Regions from separate parts of the Sus scrofa genome. Here region 1 is linked to region 2. Evidence: chromatin contacts called from public promoter capture Hi-C data. All regions are on one chromosome and are shown on one strand. The core of a region is the stretch at or near the end of the contact, and the rest is flanking DNA. Distances in the headings are between cores, read along the strand shown.

The links. Promoter capture Hi-C pulls out the DNA fragments that hold promoters and counts their contacts.
Region 1: a promoter capture Hi-C map of liver shows a contact between it and region 2, with 10 times the contacts expected there. The contact joins the promoter of LOC110256820 here to the enhancer-like site in region 2. A contact is called at or near these places in 2 of 5 promoter capture datasets (fetal liver and liver), 6 of 47 Hi-C or Micro-C datasets (embryonic fibroblasts, fetal heart ventricle, liver and 1 more) and 2 of 2 datasets of contacts at active chromatin or transcription factors (alveolar macrophages and skeletal muscle).

What each region holds. Positions count from the first base shown.
Region 1 is chr14:56,543,540-56,549,009 of Sscrofa11.1, forward strand. It overlaps LOC110256820, which reads right to left and starts at 2,346. Exons shown (of 2, transcript XM_021073692.1): 1 at 1,941-2,346; 2 at 1,473-1,879. The coding sequence starts at 2,346. The coding sequence ends at 1,473. It overlaps IRF2BP2 (interferon regulatory factor 2-binding protein 2), which reads left to right and starts at 2,253. Exons shown (of 2, transcript XM_021074288.1): 1 at 2,253-3,347; 2 at 3,985-5,470. The coding sequence starts at 2,345. The coding sequence ends at 4,700.
Region 2 is chr14:56,317,127-56,322,065 of Sscrofa11.1, forward strand. No RefSeq gene overlaps it. Among named protein-coding and RNA genes, the nearest start is that of TOMM20, 210 kb to the left of the region's middle. Within about 2 kb of position 3,560, at least 25 of the 83 cell types and tissues checked have an H3K27ac peak or open chromatin away from gene starts, as enhancers often do. A contact at or near this core is called in fetal liver and liver, where this site is marked.

The DNA.
Region 1 (5,470 bases), core at 1,096-3,595, 230 kb after region 2:
CCTTTATGGCAGGCGCACCCTCTCTGGAAATCCCCAAGAGAAGACATTCAGGGTTCGCCTATAAAAACATTTAAGTCTGGCATTACGTTTTCTGTGCCATTTTCAGACAGGTTTTTTCTTGTGCTTTAAGCAGCTCCCTCCACTGTTTCTCTAAGGGTGTTTTTCCTCTTCCTTGTGGTTAATCCTTTGAAGCAACCTGGCATTTTCAATAGCAACAACTAGAAAAGAAACGTCAGCAGGATTTTTCTTCTCTCTCCACCTACCAATCCAGTTGTAGGGAAGATAATATAATTAGTACCCTGTTCTTCCCACACTTAACCAGCTCATTCCAGTATCAGGGAGAGATGTGGGCCTGTTTTCCAACAAAGGAAGCTCCCAAGGCCGCCCTTACAGACTTGAAGTGTAAAAGTCCCAACTGCGAGTGACTAAGCCAGCGTCTATTAGTCAGTTAAGACTAACGACCAGCCAAAAGTAATTTACCATAACACACGCCAGCTCCTCCTCCCGATAAAAGTGTGAAACTCAAGTGCTCATTTCAGTCTGGGCAGAGTCTGTGGCGGCCTACAGTGGCAGAGCGCGGCCAGGCTCTGCGGCCACATCTCGCCTTCGCGCCAGGCGGGTTCGCACCCACCGGGGTTAAGCCCAACCCGGGCCTTGCCAGGGGCGCAAGGCTGCCACTGCCCCACCGCGGCGCCGGGGACGCCAGAGCAGCCAGCGGGGTAGCCGGTCGCTCGCCCCCACGGCGGGCGCGGGCCAAGCCCCGCTGCCGCTCGTGCCCGCGCCGCGCGCCACCTGGAGTCCAAGTTTGGCTCCGAGAGGCGGGGTCTGGAGCAGAGTCGCGGCGGGGGCGGAGCCTGCGCGGTGACGCGGCCGCGTTGGCCGCTGACCCCGGATCCCTGGAATGTGCATTCGTTCAATGGGGCCGCCAGTGCCAGCGGCGCCGAGTCACGTCCGCGCGGAGCGTGCGCACTCGGTGGCGGCGCACGCGGCCCCGCGCCCACGTCACGCGCCCGCCGCGCGGGCCTGCAGCAGGCGACCGGGATCCCCGCGTGGCCCGGCGGGCTGCGGACTGGGGAAGAGGGGGATCGGAACCTCCTCGGGCAGCGTACCCGCTCGCTCCCGGAAGGGCTCCGTAGAAGGGCGGGTGGACGCGGCCCTAGGCTTGGGCGCGCACCCTCCTGTTGTAAAAGTTTAGGGGACCGGCGGCGCGTGTGTCCTTCCCAAGACATGCGGGTGTAAAAGCACTCACCGAGGAGTTCAAATAAAGCTCCTTACAAAACTGTGAACAGCACTTGACTGAAAATCCCCATCCTCAAGATGCTACTAACAGAACCAGGTTACAGAGTGGCCTGGCTTTTCAAAACATGAGTTCTAGCACGGTTTGGCTCAAACAGCCCTAGACGAGAAGGAACTGCCTGAGCAGTCGAGGGAGCCGAGCGGGTGGAGGAAAGCAAGCCACACCAGCGACGGCTTCACGTCGGGGACACGAGCCGCGGCGCAGGCGGGTGGTGCTGACCCGCGGGCGGGCGCCGCGGAGCCGGCTCTCCCGGCAGCGCTCGTTCTCTGGCGGGGGGAGGGGGAGGGAGCGGGGGAGGGCGGGCGCGCGCGCGCGAGGGGAGGGGGCCCGCGCAGGCGCCTTGCGAGGCTGTCGAAGAATCAAGTCTGTAGAAGTGGAGCGGCCGCGGCGGCAGCAGCAGCAGCGACGGCGGCGGCGGAGCTGAGGCGGGCTGGGCGCTGAGGCGGGCGCTGGAGAGCGGCGACGCCAGGAGCTGTGAGAGAGCAGCGGAGCGACCCGGGCCCGTGCCGCGCCCGAGCTCCACGCCGCACGGCCGCCGCCGCCGCCGCCCCGGCGCGGCATGCCCCGCCGCTCGGGCTGAGCCTGCCCCGGCGGCCGCCCCCCGCCCCCCGCCCCCCCGGCCTCCCCGCCCCCCGCCCCGCACTCCGCGCCGGCCGCCGCCGCGACCTGCTGCGCTCCCCCGCGCCCGCGCGGCCCGTCTTCGCCCCGGTCTGGAGGCCCGCCGCGGCCCCGGCCGAGCCCCCGCCGCCGCCGCCGCCGCCGCGCCCGCCGCGCCGCGCCGCCCCGCCGCCCACCCGCGCCCGCGCCGGCCGGGGGGACGTGCTGCCGCGGCTGCAACCCCTCGCCCCGCGCCCGCCGCCCCTCGTGCACCGGGGGCGCTGCGCGGGCGCCGATCCTTCGCGGGCTTTGCCGCCGCCGCCGCCTTTGCGGCCGCCGCCGCCGCTGGTGGGGGAGACGCGGGGTTGGGGGGGGAGGAGGGCGCGCGTGGTGCCGGCGGGGAGCGGCGGCGCCCCCTCCTCCTCCTCCGGCGCCGCGGGCTCCTCGGACATGGCCGCGGCGGTGGCGGTGGCGGCCGCGTCCCGGCGGCAGTCGTGCTACCTGTGTGACCTGCCCCGCATGCCCTGGGCCATGATCTGGGACTTCACGGAGCCCGTGTGCCGCGGCTGCGTCAACTACGAGGGCGCCGACCGCGTCGAGTTCGTCATCGAGACGGCGCGGCAGCTCAAGCGGGCGCACGGCTGCTTCCCGGAGGGCCGCTCCCCGCCCGGCGCCGCGGCTCCGGCCGCCGCTAAGCCGCCGCCGCTCTCCGCCAAGGACCTTCTCCTGCAGCAGCAGCAGCAGCTCGGCCACGGCGGCCCCGAGGCCACCGCGCGCGCCCCGCAGGCCCTGGAGCGCTACCCTCTGGCAGCCGCCGCAGCCGAGCGGCCCCCGCGCCTCGGCTCCGATTTCAGCGGTAGCCGCCCGGCGGCCGGTCTGGCCCAGCCGCCAACGCCGCAGCCGCCGCCCGTGAACGGCATCCTGGTGCCCAACGGCTTCTCCAAGCTGGAGGAGCCGCCGGAGCTGAACCGCCAGAGCCCTAACCCGCGGCGCGGCCACGCCGTGCCTCCCACCCTGGTGCCGCTCATGAACGGCTCGACCACGCCGCTGCCCGCCGCTCTTGGCCTGGGCGGTCGCGCCGCCGCCTCACTGGCCGCCGTGTCCGGGGCCGCGGCTGCCGGGCTGGGCTCGGCGCAGCCGGCCGAACTGGGCGCCCACAAGCGGCCGGCGTCCGTGACGAGCAGCGCGTCGGCGGAGCACGAGCAGCGCGAGGCGGCAGCCAAGGAGAAGCAGCCGCCGCCGACCTCGCACCGCGGCCCGGCAGACAGCTTGACCACCGCGGCCGGGGCGGCCGAGCTGGGCACGGAGGGCGCGGGCAAGGGCCGCGGGCCCGGCGATCAGGACTGGGTCAACAGGCCCAAGACGGTTCGAGACACGCTGCTGGCGCTGCACCAGCACGGCCACTCGGGGCCCTTCGAGAGCAAGTTTAAGAAGGAGCCGGCCCTGACTGCAGGCAGGTTGTTGGGTTTCGAGGCCAACGGGGCCAACGGGTCTAAAGCAGGTAGGGGCGGCTGTGGAGTGAGGTGATCTCGGGGCGAAGAGGGGACGGAGAGCAGAGGAGGGGGTGCCCTTCCCATTCACCATTTCTCCCCCGGCCGGCCCAGAAACAACAAACACCCAACTTCCTGATTTGCCCGAGGCGGAACCAGTGCTTAGTGGCAACGTGTTCCTGTGCTGAAGTAGCACAACAGAGATGAGTCAGACCGGGCTGATAGGCACTGACACCGGGTTTTCCTTTCCCAGCACATTCTTGGAGGAGAGCAGGAGAGCACCAGTCACCTTTTAACCTGCTGGGGGACGTTAGCAGTCGTATGCCCGGTTTAGCCGGGCTACATGCTTGCGTGTGTCAGAATAGGCCGTTGTGTAGGAATCGTTTTCTGTGGCTTTTGTGTTTTTGAGTGGCATACTGCCTCAGCCCTGTAAGTTAAGTGTTTTAAGTTACACGTGCTCTTGAAAGCTCACGTGAGTTTTTATCTACCAGCTTTCAGAGAATAAAAATGCTTTAGCGAATTTTGTTTCATGTTAGTAAAAGGCCTTTCCGGTGCACCTTTATTTATTTTCTCTTTTCCCTTTTATTTCTCTTTTTCCAGTTGCAAGAACTGCAAGGAAAAGGAAGCCTTCACCAGAACCAGAAGGTGAAGTCGGGCCCCCTAAGATCAATGGAGAGGCACAGCCCTGGCTGTCCACATCCACTGAAGGGCTCAAGATCCCCATTACGCCTACATCCTCTTTTGTGTCTCCACCACCACCCACTGCCTCACCTCATTCCAACCGGACCACACCGCCTGAAGCGGCCCAGAACGGCCAGTCCCCCATGGCAGCCCTGATCTTAGTTGCAGACAATGCTGGAGGCAGTCATGCCTCTAAAGATGCCAATCAGGTGCACTCCACCACGAGGAGGAACAGCAGCAGTCCACCGTCTCCGTCCTCTATGAACCAAAGAAGGCTGGGCCCCAGAGAGGTAGGGGGCCAGGGGGCAGGCAGCACAGGAGGACTGGAGCCAGTGCACCCCGCCAGCCTCCCGGACTCCTCTCTGGCAGCCAGTGCCCCGCTGTGCTGCACCCTCTGCCACGAGCGGCTGGAGGACACCCACTTTGTGCAGTGCCCGTCCGTTCCTTCGCACAAGTTCTGCTTCCCTTGCTCCAGACAAAGCATCAAACAGCAGGGAGCTAGTGGAGAGGTCTATTGTCCCAGTGGGGAAAAATGCCCTCTTGTGGGCTCCAATGTCCCCTGGGCCTTCATGCAAGGGGAAATTGCAACCATCCTTGCTGGAGATGTGAAAGTGAAAAAAGAGAGAGACTCTTGACTTTCCGGTTTGAGAAAAACCCAATGATTACCCTTAACTAAAACTGCTTGAATTGTATATATCTCCATATATATAAATATATATATATATATACACACATATATATATATATATCCAAGACAAGGGAAATGTAGACTTCATAAACATGGCTGTATAATTTTGATTTTTTTTGAATACATTGTGTTTCTATTTTTTTTTTGACGACAAAAGGTATGTACTTATAAAGGCATTTTCTTCTTTTGTTAACGTTATTAGCATATCTTTGTGCTTTATCCTGGTTACCTTTCAATGTAGGCTGTGACTTGCGCTGCTTTTTTAGGGCACTTGGCAAATCAGAACTGCTTCTAGCTGTATTTGTATGCACTTATTTTAAAAAGAAAAAAAAAAGCCAAATACATTTTCTGACATTGTAAGATTGCCTTACCGTCTGTTATTCCTTATTGCTGGCCCCTTTCTCAGGCTGGAGGCCAATTGGTGGAGAAGGAAAGGAAATGAGCGGAAGGGGTACTGTTGTGAAGTGGACATGCCACTGGGAAATGTCACCATGTTTCCCCTCAAACATTCTCCTAAGAGTAATAGGACATGGATTTCGAATCTTTCTCGATTTTGTTCTTAAAGTTCAGTTGTTGGGCTGTTGAGGACTGCCTGAGAGTTGCTGCTGAGAGATTTTCAGGACTGTGTGGTTTTGGGGGGACTTTTTTTTTTAAGGCAAAGTTGACCACTGTTCACTGCCCACGTGATCAGTTGTAAGATTACAATGCTGCATGCTA
Region 2 (4,939 bases), core at 2,310-4,809:
CCCTTTCCTTTTCCCTGACCCCGTCCTGTCTGCCATCTAAGCCTTGGGCACTGCCCAGGACCTGGCAGGACCAGGCTGGCCATGCAATCAGGGAGCCAGGTCCTTTGCCAGCATCAGGCTCCTTTTGAACGTTGACGCTGCCCTCTCCTCCGCACGCCCCCTCAGCCTTCTAGCAACTCAGTGTTTGCCCTGTGGCTTCCTTGTCCAGGCACCGCACCTTTGTCCTAACCATGGCAAGAGCCTCCTGCTCCCGTGTTGGCCCTTCCTCTGTTCCTCCTCCATGCAGCACCCAGAGGAACATCTGTCTAACTCAGAACCTGTCTGTCTCCACCTAACCCTTTCCAGGGTTTCTGACCACACCAAGGCAAACCTGCTTCTCAGGGTGACCTCTGGGTGACCGGGGCTATTTTCAAAGCACTATAAGCATCACTTGCTTTTTCAAATTCTCACTTTCTCACGAGTGTACAGTGGGGTTTCCTGTGGGCTTCGTGACAGTGCCACAGATTGAATTCAGAAGCAGAACTAAGCATTTAGCTCCAAAGCACAGATTAAAGCTAAGAAGACAGAGAAGAATGCAAAACAATGCCACCCTCCTGACTTTTTTTCCCAAGGAACTAGTCATCTTTTATAAAAATATGGTATTTATGTAAGCATGTCGTATGTTTATTACGGTTATTCTTAAATAAATTAATACCTAGTGAACATTTTTCCGTTTAGTTTCTTAGATAAGAAATGTTGAAAGACGTAACGTACAAAAACAAAAGCTCTTTTTTTAGGGAGCTTGATCATAGAGATTTTTGAGGGTGTAAAGAGTTCCTGAAGCCAAAACGTGTCAGAACTAGAGGTAAATAATATAAACATATAAATAGTAATTGTTATACATATAAATAAATAATAAATCTAGTCAGTAAAAAATAAAAGAAACATGGACTCAACGTCTCTGAGACATGGGGGAAGAATTTACCCCGAAAGTGCGGTAAGATGAAGATGGTGGTAGTTAGAAGAAATGGCTCCTCCGGGGTGTGGCCTTGAGCCGCCCTCTGAAGAGGCTGGAGGTGGGTTTTCGCAGCTGGGCCAGTGGTTAGCAAGGAGGGGGCCTCGCCTCAGCCAGTCTCGGTTTAGGCGGGATTCAAAATGAGAGTGATTTTTCCACCCTTGCTTGCCTGGCCAAGCCTTCGAGGAGCAAGAGTGCGTGACGGCTCGGCCTTCCCAGCCAGGCTGCATCTGAAAAGCAAGACACAAAGGAAATGCCCCCATCTGTCCTGGACGGAGCACATCTGCCGCCTCTCCCCTCAGGCTGCTCCCTCCTCTCTGCTTCTGAGTAACTTGCTTTGGCTGATAGAGTGAAACTAAGAGACGTGTTTGACCTTGGTGTATTTATAGCCAGGATGTAGGAAAGTATTGAGAGTGAAACCAGAGCAGGGAAACCAGACGACTTCCCCTGGGGAATGGGCCAATTTGTGTGAGCGTGTGTGTCTGCGTGTGTGTAGCATGTGTGTCTGTGTGTGTGCATGTATGTGCGTGAGTGTGTGTGTCCATGTGTGACTGTGAGTGTGTGTCTGCATGTGTGAGCATGTGTGTGAGTGTGTCTGTCTGTGTGTGTGTCTGTGAGTATGTCTTCTGTGTGTCCTTCTAGCAGGAAGTATGATCGATTAGGCCAAGTGAAAGAGCAGCATTTCTTGCCCTCTCTGAACTTAGTCTCACCATCTGTAAGTTGGGACCAGTGCTCGTTTCCATCTCTTGGGCACCTATGGGTAGAAGTCACATAATTATAAACCGCTGTCAACGTGAAGTGCTCTGGAAGGCAAGTGTTCCCTTTCCAACCCCATAAGAAAAGCCACAGAATTCCTGGCTGAGGAGGGAAAAGAAAAGTCAGAACCCCAGCAATTCAACTACCTGGGGCGTCCCAAGCCATCTTTCAAGATTCTCCTGTCGTGGTGTGATAACAGCCGAGAAGGAGGAGTCTCCACCTGCTGGGCGCAGAGTGACCTTGGCCCTCCTGTGCCCCTCCTCCCACCCAAGCTGCTTTGAGGCCTGGGGAGCCGCAGCCAGGACCGCTCTGGGGGGTGGGGGGTGGGTGGATGGAGCTGGACAGGGAGGGACTGAGGAGGGGGAGGAGAGGATTCCACAAGGGCCACAAAACAGGGTCGTGTCTCCGTCCTGGGGAGGCTGCTGAGCCCACCTGGGCCCAGAGCCCTCTGCTCTTCCTTCCGTTATCCTGAAAGCCATGTCCCCTGGTGCGGCAGGGAAGGGGGATGATGTCTGCACTATGGGATGTCTCAAGGGGCTGGACCACCTGGAAATGACCTCAGCGCCGAGGAAATCCAGGGGGCTGGATGGCAGGTCCGTGGAAGCATCACTTGGCCTGGAGGTACGGTGACCACGTATTTCTTGCACGCAAAGAAAGGAGGTGCTACTAATAATGACTCTGAGTACCAGGAACAAAGAGAAACCCTCTGGATAAAGGGACACGTGGTCACCCACCTAGAGGTCCTGACCCCGTGGGCTTTCCCATGGAAAGGCGGCCCGCCACTAACTCCCCAAGGGTTAGAGGAAGAGCCGCCATGTTTCTGCCTGAGGACAGGCTGGCCAGCGGGGGTGTCCTGCGAAAAGAACAACAGAAGGTGACTCACCCCATGAGGGTGGCCCTTCCTGAACATCTGGTTTGGAGACCCCATCATAATACCTCACTTTTGCCCAGGAGTTCCTACTTTCAAAAACATTTTCACAAGATCCACAATTTGATGGGAAAAGCCCACCCCACCGTGCAAAGGTGGCTGGGTGGCTGGGTGGCTTAGCCCGGGGCGGGATGTGGGATGGGACTTAAGGAGCAGGTGGACGCAGAGCTATTGGCCTGTCAGTAATGAAATCATTTCCCAGTCTCTCCCTGACGCTGCCCACCCCATGGTGGCCAAGGTCTGAGTGTCTTATGATGCATTTGCCTTGGGCTGATAAACTTTAAGAGAGTGCAGAAAATCAGCACACAGCTCCCTGCTATGTGTGGAGCAGAGGAGCCCCTCCTGTGGGAAGAAGGCAGGTGGAAGCTTCTGGATGTGGCCTCCACGGGCCAGGCCTCTTGATGTCCTCGTGGGCCTGTCACCAGGAAGAGCCCAGTGAGTGGTGGCAGCTAGATGAAGGATGCATCAAATTACAGAGCCCCTTGAGAAGACGGACCTGCAAACCCAGCCGGTCCCGGGAAGAGTAGTCGATCAGAGCAGACAGGGGTCTTAAAGACTACAGCCTCCAACTCCCTTATCTGAAAGGCGAGGAAAGGGGGCATCTGGAGGAGGCGGAGGCCAACTGTGCCTCCTTCATGCCCAGTGTCTGACTTACTCACATCTCCGTTAATCTGCAAAGACCTCTGAGATGGGGAACGTTAGCTGTGGTGAGCTCTGTCGCCCAGACTAGCAAGTGGGGAGGCAGGATTTGAACTCAGGCACAGCCTGACAGCCGTGCTCTTTGTACCATGTGGCTGGGCCTTCCCCTGAAGCCCTCTGTCTGGAAGAGGTCAGGCCAAGCTGAAGGTACCCTGACCACCCCACCACCACCCCGTCTAGGATTCTTTTTAGGTCAACTCTCACTGTAAATATTTTCTCTTTCATTTTGCAACCCTCAGCAGTTACATACCAGGGCTGCAGAGCAAAGATAAGCTTGGAAGTGAGGAACCTCCCGCCTTGCCCACGTGAACCCTGGCAGTTTCTGAAAGACTCTCAGGCTGTCAAGTGCCATTACCCCCAGAGGTGAAAACTCAGGCTACTCTGGGGAGATGGCCAGGCTTCCTTGTTCAGCGATCTCAGAAAAACCAGGTTGGCCCCAATCCTGAGAGCCCACACCACCCCAGCAGAGGCCCCCTGGCTGGGGCGGGGTTGCATGGATAGGACAGCAGAGCCAGATTTAGCCACACTTCCCTCCAGAGACAGAGTCAGGCAGGGTGGGATCCAGCTCTGGGGTGGGAGGAGTGGTGGGGACAAGGCAGGTGGATGTGCCACTGAGCGGATGACCTCAAGTCTCCCTCTTGTGTGATCACCTCTGATCTGCTTTCTCTGGAGATGCTGGAAAATCCAGAGGAGGGGGAGCAATGGGAGCTATATTTCCAAGAAGACCAAGGGGTCCCCCAAAGGGAAACAACTGTATCTCATGTGATAGAGCCTGGGTCCACCAGGACAAGCAATTGTACAAGCAGTGACAGGTGCAGGGGACTGTCCTTGAGGCAAGGGTCAGCACACTCAGTGTGGGCCCTCCCCCTTGGTCTGCATTCAGGGCCAAGTATTTGTGGAGTCTTTTGCCCTTTATTTCTTGGCCTAGCTTGAGGAAGAGGCCAACATAGGTGGGTCTCTTCACCCACACCAGGCTGATGTTTGGAGCTCTAATCTGAATCCGGTTCCTGAGATCCCCCCAGACCCTCTTCCTTCAGGATCGCTGCTGGGTGCCACCCGCCCCCCCCCCCCCCCCCGTCCCAGAAATGACACTCCTGTCCATTTCTATCTGTGACATCCTGCTCGCCAGTCTCGGCTCAGCTGAAAGTGCCTCTCTTGCCACATGCTCCCTTATTTTCATTTTTAACCTTTCTAAATGATGAACATTTCAAAACTCCCCAGAGCAGAGTGCGATTACCTTTCTCTCTCTGATTTTTTAATATTTTATTTTATTTTATTTTTTTGTCTTTTTAGGGCTTCACACGTGGCATATGGAGGTTCCCAGGCTAGGGGCCTACACCACAGCCTGAGCAACACCAGATCCGAGCCGCATCTATGACCTACACCACAGCTCATGGCAATGCCGGATCCTTAACCCACCGAGCGAGGCCAGGGATTGAACCTGTGTCCTCATAGAAGCTGGTCAGATTCATTTCCACTGAACCATGACCAGAACTCCCCTCACTCTGATTTTTTTAAAAGCCTCGTGTCATTTCCCTCTACATGCTGGATTGGACACCTCT